4 separate regions of the Mus musculus genome follow, and all the other regions are linked to region 4. A link is a contact called in public Hi-C, HiChIP or PLAC-seq and promoter capture Hi-C data. All regions are on one chromosome and are shown on one strand. Each heading gives the region's core, a stretch centred on a gene start, on an enhancer-like site or on the middle of the called end of the contact. The rest is flanking DNA. Distances are from core to core; before and after follow the strand shown. Region 1 has its middle 150 kb from the start of Gm46260. Region 2 has its middle 74 kb from the start of Gm32500. Region 3 has its middle 130 kb from the start of Gm46260. Region 4 holds the start of Gria1 (glutamate receptor, ionotropic, AMPA1 (alpha 1)).

What was found. Promoter capture Hi-C pulls out the DNA fragments that hold promoters and counts their contacts. Hi-C and Micro-C count contacts between places; a contact is called where the count stands out from the background. HiChIP or PLAC-seq counts read pairs in DNA pulled down with a chosen protein or histone mark.
Region 1: an H3K27ac HiChIP or PLAC-seq map of the NIH/3T3 cell line shows a contact between it and region 4, with 18 times the contacts expected there. The contact joins the enhancer-like site here to the promoter of Gria1 in region 4. A contact is called at or near these places in 5 of 39 promoter capture datasets (the 3T3-L1 cell line, cranial neural crest, hippocampal neurons and 2 more), 4 of 115 datasets of contacts at active chromatin or transcription factors (the NIH/3T3 cell line, VIP interneurons, embryonic basal ganglia and 1 more) and 1 of 9 other capture datasets (adipose tissue).
Region 2: a Hi-C map of cortical neurons shows a contact between it and region 4, with 4 times the contacts expected there. The contact joins the enhancer-like site here to the promoter of Gria1 in region 4. A contact is called at or near these places in 2 of 39 promoter capture datasets (embryonic stem cells and hippocampal neurons), 2 of 484 Hi-C or Micro-C datasets (both in cortical neurons), 5 of 115 datasets of contacts at active chromatin or transcription factors (the NIH/3T3 cell line, SST interneurons, VIP interneurons and 2 more) and 1 of 9 other capture datasets (liver).
Region 3: a contact with region 4 is called in a promoter capture Hi-C map of hippocampal neurons, with 23 times the contacts expected there. The contact joins the enhancer-like site here to the promoter of Gria1 in region 4. A contact is called at or near these places in 4 of 39 promoter capture datasets (the 3T3-L1 cell line, cranial neural crest, hippocampal neurons and 1 more), 5 of 484 Hi-C or Micro-C datasets (cerebral cortex, cortical neurons and forebrain), 3 of 115 datasets of contacts at active chromatin or transcription factors (SST interneurons, embryonic basal ganglia and forebrain) and 1 of 9 other capture datasets (adipose tissue).

The regions. Positions count from the first base shown.
Region 1 is chr11:56,269,083-56,271,782 of GRCm38.p6, forward strand. It overlaps the pseudogene Gm12240. Among named protein-coding and RNA genes, the nearest start is that of Gm46260, 150 kb to the left of the region's middle. Within about 2 kb of position 1,294, at least 18 of the 459 cell types and tissues checked have an H3K27ac peak or open chromatin away from gene starts, as enhancers often do. A contact at or near this core is called in the NIH/3T3 cell line, where this site is marked.
Region 2 is chr11:56,350,605-56,353,304 of GRCm38.p6, forward strand. No RefSeq gene overlaps it. Among named protein-coding and RNA genes, the nearest start is that of Gm32500, 74 kb to the right of the region's middle. Within about 2 kb of position 1,442, at least 7 of the 459 cell types and tissues checked have an H3K27ac peak or open chromatin away from gene starts, as enhancers often do. A contact at or near this core is called in SST interneurons, VIP interneurons and cortical neurons, where this site is marked.
Region 3 is chr11:56,243,835-56,246,534 of GRCm38.p6, forward strand. No RefSeq gene overlaps it. Among named protein-coding and RNA genes, the nearest start is that of Gm46260, 130 kb to the left of the region's middle. Within about 2 kb of position 1,272, at least 13 of the 459 cell types and tissues checked have an H3K27ac peak or open chromatin away from gene starts, as enhancers often do. A contact at or near this core is called in cerebral cortex, cortical neurons and hippocampal neurons, where this site is marked.
Region 4 is chr11:57,010,246-57,012,945 of GRCm38.p6, forward strand. It overlaps Gria1 (glutamate receptor, ionotropic, AMPA1 (alpha 1)), which reads left to right and starts at 1,373. Exons shown (of 16, transcript NM_001113325.2): 1 at 1,373-1,870. The coding sequence starts at 1,789.

The sequences.
Region 1 (2,700 bases), core at 44-2,543, 740 kb before region 4:
ATGTGATTTCTCCTGTGCTGTAGTGCTTAAACCTAGTGTTCATAATACAAGTAATTTAAATTCCCAACAGCAGTGAATCAGAATTCCCTTTTCTGGGCTAGAATGTCTTTAATCTCTTGCTCTGGACTCCTGTTCACAGCATATTGAAAACACAGTGAGCCGCACAGGAGATCTGCCCTGACACCATTAGTGTGAAGGACATAGGGAAAAAAGGAAGGGGTGTTTGTGTTTGTGTGTGTGTGTGTGTGCGCGTGCGTGTGGTGTGCATGGGAGGGAGGGACAGAGGGAGAGGGACAGTGTAAGAGGGAGAGGGACAGTGTGAGAAGGAGAGGGAGAGAGGGGGGAGGGAGTGAGAGAGGGAGAAGAGAGGGAGGAGAGAGGGAGAGAGAGGGAGAGAGGGGTAGAAAGGGAGAGAGGGAGAGAGAGGGAAAGAGAGGGAGAGAGAAGGAGATGGAGAGGGAAAGGGAGGAGAGGGAGAGAGGGGGGAGAGGGAGACAGGGAAAGGGAGAAGAAGAGGGAGAGGGACAGGGAGAGGGAGGAGAGGGAGAGGGAGAGGGAGAGGGAGAGGGAGAGGGAGAGGGAGAGGGAGAGGGAGAGGGAGAGGGAGAGGGAGAGGGAGAGGGAGAGGGAGAGGGAGAGGGAGAGGGAGGAGAGGGAGAAACAAGCACAGGAGAGCAGGTAGCATGCTAACATTTTAACTGGGTATGGTTACCAGAAAGGAAAGGATGTCAGTGTAGAGGAGCTATTCACAGAACAAAGTAGCTGAGATGTGCAGGGTTATGAGTACAGAAACAAAAGGACGGGGTAAGACTGGGGCTTACCTTACACAAGCATTAATGAGGACAGAGCAGCAACAGCAGAGGGTACAGAGAGCAAAGGAACTAGGAGAGTGTTGGGTCCTGAAGTCCAGTGAGTAAACCTGTCAGGAGGATCTGATCGACTGCATCAAGCTCTTGAGAGGTCAGGTCACATGAGAAAGGACAGAACAGGATGTTTCCCAGTCTGGATTGAGTAATAGTGGCCTTCAAAGGGAACACTCTGTTACCAAGCCTGGGCTTAGGATGTCTCAAGTGGGCTAAAGAGAGGACCAGGCCTGTATTAACAAACCTTAGTTTGCCACAGATAAAGCACCAATGACTGAGCAAAATATGACTCCATCCAACTCTGCCTTGGTGAAGCAATGAACTCATTAGAGTTGCTTTGAGGAAAGTGGATGAGTGATTACTTACAGGAGCAGGAATGCCTCACTCACCTCACGCTGTTGCACTACAGGAAATTCCACTCCAGTGTGACAGCTTGAAAGCTGTAGCCCTGCCACCCCCTGCCTAACTTGCAGGCAACGCCACAAAGGAGTCTCCATACAGCCAGGGATAACCTTTCTACAGAGAAAGACCAACCTTATACATATTCCATAAACTTCCCCATTCATCACTCAAGAAAGGAATGTACCAACTCACAGGAAGCAACTCTACAACCACAGAGAAGGGAGGAGATATTTTAGAAAGTCTATTCAGGAGCTACACTGTTAAAAGGAGCCGAGAGATACAGTAGTAGTTAGAGAAAGCAAAATAAGGTGTTTTTCTGTTACTGTTTTTATTTGCTTTCTAACATGGAAAACATGGTGTTCATATCCTGAGAGTTAAACACCCAGTTGAGGAAGTTTGGCAGTATTTAACAATAGCATGCTATTGCTGGAACAATAACCTTGAGAATCTGAGTGGAAATGACCTCTGTGAACAGGCTGAGGAATGGTCAACCCAGGGATTAGAGTGCAAGGTAAGATTTACAATGCCTTTCTTTTGAGTCCAGTGACAGTGGCTTCACATTGCCTGGTGTATCCACCACACCCAGCACCATACACACAGGTTTGTGGTGTCAAATGTGTTTAGGTGATATGTACAAGATGGCGCCTGGCACATCAGAGCAGCTCAGGAATTCATTCTTTTCAAGAAATCTCTAATATTTGGCAAAGACCCCACTTCCAGAGATAAAATGTGGTGACTCAGTGGACTTAGCACACGTCCTGCTAGCCAGTGCCTCTGCTTTATCTGGAGTCTTGGGAGCAGAATGGGGATATTTTCAACCATACCCTGTGAAGTTAAACCATGGCAGGAAGGTGGTATCTATAGATATCTTCTCCTTCTTTTGTTCTTCCTCCTCTTCCTTATTTCTCCCTCTTCCTCCTGCTCCTCCTCCCTCTTTCCTCAGTGAGTGGTTGAAGCCAGATTGTGATGGTTATATTTTATTGTCAGTTTGACTATATCTGTATGAACTAAAACCTAAGTGTCTGGGTTCACCCATGAGGGATTTTTCTTAATGAAATCATTGGAAGTAGGAAGACTGATTTTTAATCTTGATCTTCTGAGGTAGGAAAATTCATCATAAATTTGGGCTACGCCTTCCAGTGATAGTTTGTATAAAGGAGATGGAGGATGGAATTGTTTGCTTTTTACCTGCTTGCTCTCACTCTCACTACTGAGTCCACTCCTTCACTGGCTTTAGGGGCTACTTCTTCAGAATTCTAGTGTATACTGAAGACCAGCTGAGGCATCCAGCCTCTTGGACTGAACAACTACCGGATTCTTGGACCTTTTGTTGGTAAAGAGCCATTGTTAAACTGTAGGCCATGCTAATTAAGCCCGTATTTATACATATCTATATCTGTATATATATATATATATGAACATATATATATATATG
Region 2 (2,700 bases), core at 192-2,691, 660 kb before region 4:
AGCCTTAAACTGTTTCTCAGGTGTCTGTCATGGCCCCAGAAACCAACACACATGTAGTCAGTGAAATAGTTATTTTTAGTGTTTACCCTGCTCAAATGACACATATGTATCAGTTTGATGTGTAGTTGTGACTGCCATTGGAAACAGAATATATGTGTCTGTGTTAAGACTTGATTTCAAAGCAGCAGCGATAAGAGCAAACACTGATTGTTACTCAGATGTTGTCGTGCTCCTCCCAACTTCAAAAATATTTATTACGGATAGACATGTCTTCTAGCATAATCATTCTGAAGTATTAAATAATATGATTTTATCATAGATGGATTTTATCTACTTTATATTATATCTGAATTTATGAAACTACTTGTCACAACTGAGCTGAACATCCATAAATTTCATATCAGAATTCAAAAGACTGTTATAAAATGGGATTTGGGTTTATGAAGGTTGAAATTAGGATAGGTTAATGGTGACATTCCAATGTTTGTTTGGTTTCTTTCCATCTCCCTTCCAGGATTATGAAAAATGTTCAGCTTGGGGTCTGAGAGCTTGGTCTGAAACATCTTCCAAGTGGGATCTGGTCATTTTCTCAGCTCTCTGGTCCATCACTTGCTCAATGCTGTTCTGAGTCAATCTTGTCAAGAGCATGCCCTGGGTGGAATATCATTGACAAGTGCCAGATGGGTGCTAGAGGAAATTGGCAGAGCAAATAGGGTGGATGACATGGAGTCATCATGACAAAAGCAGTCCCCTCTGAGAAGCCAGACTGAAAGGAAACCAACAGGAGGAGTAGGAGACAAAACAAAAGCCCTGGGCAGGCTCCATCTTGTGATGTAGAATGGATGGGTGTGTAGCCCAGAGAACATTTAGAACTGATGGGAGCGAGGTCAGAGTGACACAAGCCACCTGGCCAGGCACAAGCACTGGTCAAATTCTTTGGGCCTCACAGGTTTTGGTAAGACAATTAAATCTTATTTTAAGAGCAATATAAGCCCTTTTGAGGGCTTTAGGGAAAGAACAATATAACTGAGTTTGCATTATAAAACAATTCCTCTGATTGCAATGAGGAGAATGGCCTTTGGCTGTTCTGAAAATATTTGTTTAATAAATATGTATCCAAATACATTTTCACAGAAATGAATAATATATCTGTGAGTTCAATCATGCAGAAATTCTAGCAGGCTTCAAACCTGTGCGGACCACACCCCACACAGGCTCCTGTTTCTACCTCACAGTAGTCCCTGTCTAACCTTCAGGTTCCTCATGGATGACAATAAGGCCTTGAAGATTTCCTTCAGCCCAGGATAATTCAACAGTCCAGCCAAGGCTGCTCTGCTGCCAAAACTCGTTGGCTGTAAGCAGCTGGAGAGAGTATGCAGAGGCTCTGCTCTGCTGATCATTCTCGGCTTGGCATTTGTCTGCAGCTGGAGCCCTTTCTATAAGATCACTCAGCATCTATAAGTTGACTCATTTCCATACTGATTGCAAAGCTGGAAGTGTACACACATTCTTATTCTTGGCCCAAATGCTTGCCGGCAGTAGCTCTGACGATGGGGGCCTTGACACCACTTGGGAGTTATTGTCTCACGTGCTATTGATATGAGTGGGATTTGGAAGACACACAATTTGATAATCAGACCCCATCTGCAGAGTAATCACGAGCTACATTATGGGGAAAAAGCAAGCAAATGCTAGAGATGGAACTGTCTTATTTTCAACTTCCTTTACCCCAGCAAAGACTGTGCTAAGAGATTTTGATATGCAAAACAACTTTGTATTTTTTTAATATAACAAGCATCTCAGCATTTTAGCATTTATCTAAATACAGCAAGTGGCAAGCTATAAAACAAAATGCTCCCTTGTACATGATCTCATTTGCAAATGAGTTTTAAGAGGAACATATTTGGGGAAGGTATTTAAGCTGCAGGAAGCGTGTGACCATTAGACAGTTTCCCTTCAATCTACCCACTCTCCTCCAAGATGATGGTATGGCCAATGGCAAACTGGTGGGTGGACCATACCAATTCACCTTGGTTTTCTCAACTGTAAATTGTGAATAGTATTATTACAACAAAATCGTGGCCCAGGGCAAAGACCCAGTCTGCAAAATGCTTGTTGCACAAGAATGAGTACCAGCCTTTGAATCTTTGGCACCCAGGTTGGTGTGGACATGGTGGTACATATATGTAATCTCAGCACTAAGGGAGGCTGTTGGGGAATGGGCAGAAATGGGAGAAGTATTTCTGGGACTTTGTTGGTCACCTGCTCTATTTGAGTTAGGGAGCTATGGGTTTAGGGTTTTAAACCTTAAAATGAAGAGCCATTGAGGAAGACAATGAGTGTTGGCTTCTGGCTTTTGTGTGAATTCATATAAGAGCATGTACATCTCCCACAACAACACATGTACCCACAACACACATACACATGAGCACATACACATACAAATACCACAAACACAAAGTTGGGGTGAGCATGCATTCATGAATGTGGAGCTTGGAATAGAGCCTGAAACACATTAAGAACCCAGGACCACTGAGATGCTATGACTGATTGTTGCATTCTTCTCCAATGCTAGACACACCCACAAGTTTCAGTGAATTCAGTCATCTACTACAAACCTTTAATTCCCATTTTCTTTTATCAAGACTATATCAGAGATAGTCTATCACCTGCATAACATGCTAAACAGCCTGGGTTCCA
Region 3 (2,700 bases), core at 22-2,521, 770 kb before region 4:
CCCAGTTTCTGCGTTTGTGTGTAGGATTGTCAGCTTGATGTTCTAGTGTCCCAGTTTGTCTGGTTCAACACTGTTCTATCATATATTATAGAGGGAGCTCATGGCATGGAATGGACAGGAAGAATGGACCTGATGAAGAACAACCATGTGGTCCATCTGGCTCAGGATGATCCTCCTTTATAGCTGTTGTCCAGACAGGGTAGTTGGTATCAGCTCTTTCCCTTTCAGATATGTCCTGACTGGGAAGAGAGATCATTAGGTCATGTACTAATCTCATTTGATGCAAGATCTAGGAGTGATATGTCCTGAGCCTCTACAGCACAAGACAAAAGGTGAGGAGTCTAGATGGGAGACGTGACTAAGTTAGTAAAGTGGCTGTTGTTCAAATATTAGGGCTTGGCTATGATCTTTGGAACCTATGAGAAAACCTGAGATTTGTGGCCTGTGCTTATAATCCCAGAGCTGGGGAAGTAGAGATGGGCAGGTTACCAAGGCTCACAGGCCAGCCAGCCTAGCTCAATCAGAGAATTGCAGTGAGAAAGTGAAATTACAGAGAATAGGCCAGTGAGAGATTTTGTCTGAAATCAATAAGTTGGACAACTCCTGAGGATCCCCAAACCCCCAAAATATAAAGGTGAGGAAGACGTCTAAGTATTTCATGATCTCTACTTTTTATAAGCTTTCATTTGGGGATCACATCAGCAAAACAGAACTAGAGATTCAGATAAAATTGTCTTCTTGATGATGAAACCAGGAGAACAAACAATGGCGACTGTTGTTTGCTATTAGGATAGGAAGCAGTTAAGTGAAGACAAGACACAGTTCCCACACTGACATCATCATGTACTGGCCCTGCAGCTGGGAGGATCAACTTGAACCCCCATCCCTGGATTTCTCAGCTGTCCATGAGCCTGCTGGCCAATGGCAAGGATGGAAGAGTTGAGTGTAGTCAGGATTCAATGTCACAGTGGACAGAAGGGGCTTACTGTTGTGTCTGGTGGAAGCTAAGGTCTCAGAGACCAAGAGATTTGTGTATTTATGTCTGACTCATGACACACTCTGATGTGGATGCCCCAACAATTCCATATTTAGTTCCATATTTGCCCATGAGTGGCAGCAAGTGCTTATCGGATTGAGGCTGTCTGGAATCATCTCTTGTGTCTGTCTTGTGATGTAGGGCAGATCCTAGAATCCTCATGTGGGAAAAACCTGTGGTACTCCCACACCCCAATCCCTGAGTGCCTAGCAGTAGATGGTGAAGAGGTAAACAGCCTCCCTCAGACTCATTCATCATGGCTCTCGACATTTTCAGATGGAGTTGTGACAGCCAGGCAACTGTGTGTCATGTGCTTCAAAGAACAGATGGTGTCAGAAAGATCTAGCCTGCTATCACAGGCTAGCATGAAAAGCTAGGCATGTTCCCATCCATGTGAGGAGGGCAGGAACAGTGTGTGCTGAGAGGGTCCTCCTTCCAGCAGTGAGTGGGTGAAAAGAAGTGGTGGGGTGCCAACTGCCAGCTCCGTCATGGGTACATCTAGACCACTGTTTCTCCAGACCTAGAAAAGAGATACATTTTGAAAAATGCTGGGTCTTTATTTTTTAAATACAAACTCTTTCCAAGATTTTATTGAAAGAATACATTGGTAGTTGGCCAAAGGTCATAGGATCCTGAAAAAGTACCCATTAAACTGAATATTTGCTTATTCAAATTATTACTGTTTAGCAGTGCAGTTGAAAATAACAACTCATATTTATTGAGTCCTGTGTATCAGACCTGAGCTTATTAAAAATATTACTTTAGACTTTTGAAATAGGATCTAATGTAGACTAGGTTGGCTCCAAACTCATTATGTAGCTGAGAATAGCCTTGAAATTCTGAGCCTCCTGTCTTTACCTCCTGAGTGCTAGGATTGGGATCACAGGAATATTTTACTATTCCTGGTTTATATAGTGGTAGGACTCAAACCTAGGACAGGCCCTCTATGGATTGAGCCACATGGTCTGCCCCAGGCTCTGAACCAAAAACTTTAAATTATTATTGCATTATGTATTTAACAAATCACAGAATATCTACTATAGATATTCTGACAATTTCAAACTTAACTGTAAAGAAACTGGATGAAAAGCCCAATAGTTACATTTGCTAATGTTCTGACACTGACTATCATGAACTAAGTTAGCAAGACATTGGGCACCGTGTTCAAGGATGGAATAATACCTAGCAGGAAGAGTTAACATATTGAGGATTCAGAGGCAACCCTGGCCTAATGGAGATTCTCAGGTTTTCCTAGCCTGGAAGACAGGGATCTTCCAGATGGGTGTATCTTCTCTTCTTTTACGGAGAATCTATTTTATTTTTCTTCTGGGAAAGATAGACAAACAGACACAGACACCCAGAGAGACAGGGACACACACACACACACACACACACACACACACACACACACACACACATACATACACACACACACACACACACACACACACACACACACACACAGAGGATTGCAGTAGTGGGCAGTCAATGCCTGGCCAATACCCTTATTGAAAGTTCACTTTCTTGCATGCATTCCTAACTATATTCATCTTGCATCTTATCACAGCCACAGAGACATCCATAATGCAGTGGTTAATGGCTGATCGCCTTCATTCATAAAGATGAGAGGGCTGCAGCTTTACTCAGTGACCCAAAGTAAGTTG
Region 4 (2,700 bases), core at 123-2,622:
TGGGGAACAAGTGAAGCTTGCTTTCCCTGCAAGTCTCTGGGCTAGGTAAGCATCTTATCCAGGTCAGAGGGTCTACCCACGACAACTAAAGCCTTTAAGTCCACAAGGCCAGGGCCAGTGAGATGGCTGAGCCCAGTAAAGACACCTGCTGCTAAGCCTGATGGCCGGGGTTCAATCCCTGGTCCCACATGGTAGGAGAAGCAAATCCCACAAGTTGTCCTCTCACCTCCACTCAAACGTCATGGCATTCACACACACACACACACACACACACACACACACACACACACTTAAAAATATAGCAACAATATTTAAAAGTTCAAGGCCTCACTGGGTGTCTTCATGAGTGAATCCCAGGAGCCATGGTCATTTCTGAGTGGGAGGACAGACGGATGACTCCAGGAAGATAGCCCTAGCTGTTATCAATGGCTGCCCCACAGCCCATGCCATCATTCTGTGCACACATCTCTCTTGGGTATCTCCGAGCCAGCTGCAGTCCAGCAGGGTCCACAGAGGCCCAGCTTCTCCTGGACACAAACAATCTGAGTTATAAGTGAAGGCAGCCTGCATCCTCCGACTGGAATCAGCGCAAAATGACTCATGTAATTGCCCTGTGTGCGTACCCTGAATCTTCTTGTTCACCCACCCACACAACTCTGCTGTTATAGATTCCTGCACCCTGCAAGAAAAAAAAAGGGGAGGGGGGAGGACAAGTTCAAATACCTATGGTTGCAAAAAGGCCACCGTGCCTCTCCTAAAGATGGAAGGGGCTGCTAGCATCCAGGTCCAAGCACAGGCCAGTCACACCGAAGCTACTGTTGTATGCCTTTCTCACAGTCTTTCCTTTAAATTTCTGGAGAGGGATTTCTAGGGTCTCCCCCTTGGGAATTAGTTGTAGGAATAATTGGGCCAGTGGAGTGTAGAAGATATATCCAGCGCAACCCGTGCGTGCACTACTAGAGAAAGTGACCTAGATCAAGCAGCTGGTGAATCCAGGGCTATTGTGGGGACCCCCTGCCACCTACTGACTTGCAATTGAACCCGCATTCCCAAAAGCATCTTATCCCCTGGCAGGGGGAGGGAGAGAGAGAGAGAGAGAGAGAGAGAGAGAGAGAGAGAGAGAGAGAGAGAGGCAGAGGAAGGTGGGGGAGGTGAAGGGGACAGTGGGTTGCCCCCTTTGGAGAAAGCACCCTCCACCCTCCCTCCTTCTTCCCCTCCATCCTCTGCACCCACAGGGGGAAAAGTGAGGTGAGGATGGAGAGGCAGGGGTGATGGGTTGGGGAGACCAATGCAGGAACTCCGAGCTGGCTCCTGGGTATCAGCATAGTGAGCTGGCAGTCTGTGAGAGTGTGAGGGGGAGAGGAGAGGAGAGGAGGAGAGAGAGAGAGAGAGAGAGAGAGAGAGAGAGAGAGAGAGAGAGAGAGAGAGAGAGAGAGAGAGAGAGAGAGAGAGAGAGAACGGGAGGGTGAGAGAGGCTGGCTGCTAGAGAAGAGGAGGAGAGCAGAGGGAGAGGGGGAGCGAGCTAGCGCTCCAAGCATGAGGACGGGCTGCTCCCGGCTCAGTTAATCTGGCTGTCAGTCGGTGTTAACGCTGCAGTTTAACTGCTCGGCTCCCCTTCCAAGAGAAACAAGAGAAACCTCACAGAAGGAAGGGAGGAAGGAAAGAAGCAAGCAAGGAATTGCAGGAAGAAAAGAGCCGGCAGAGCATCCAGAAGAATCAAAGGGAGGGGAGGGAAGACCAAATCTATGGTTGGACCAGGGCTTCTTTTTCGCCAATGTAAAAAGGAATATGCCGTACATCTTTGCCTTTTTCTGCACCGGTTTTCTAGGTGCGGTTGTGGGTGCCAATTTCCCCAACAATATCCAGATAGGTGAGTGAGAGGGGCAGCTGGGGAGGGACTTTGGGGATCTGGCCAGGATTTTCTTTTTCGTTTTTTTCTTTTTCTTTTTTCTTTTTTTTTATTTGGAGGGGAGATTTCTCAACCCATTCTCAGTCGGAGCTGTTGTGCTTAGCAATGGAACACCAGGAAGGGAGGAAGACTTGGGTCGCCAGTCTGGGAAAGGGGGTTTCATCCTCATCTGATGCTGCGAGGGGCACCGTGGAAGTGTGTTCTCTCTCTCTCTCTCTCTCTCTCTCTCTCTCTCTCTCTCTCTCTCTCTCTCTCTCTCTCTCGTGTGTGTGCGCGCACACACACAGGTGCACACACACCGCGCACTCCAAGCAGCAGGCATGAGTGCCTGAAATGGAGGAGCATTTCTCTGTTCCAGAGAGGGAAAAATATAAGCAGACTGCGCTTGAAACAGGGTTCAGAGTGCTTAAGGAGTTAACTCTGACTAGGGGGGTGTTCTGGTTGATTTATATAAATATGTAAGGTGGGCGTATGTGTGTTGTGATTATATATTAAATGTGCACATGTAGCCGGAGTGATGGGGATGACAGTGATGTCTGGCTGGGGGAGGGGTAAGAGACCCCTCTTCAGGAAGCAGTGGTGGATGCTAGGTTGATTGCATTTGCTGAGAAGTCCCAGGCCTTACTTAGTAGCCAGAGCTCTACGGACCCCCTCGCTATCTTCCTTTTCCCTTCTGCCATGCTGGGCTGTGCCCCTCATTCCCTGATCCTGGAACTTCCTAGCCTGCCTTTTCTCTCACCTTTTCCCCATCCTCTTGAGTGCTCTGTCCACAGACACTGACAGTAGTGCTC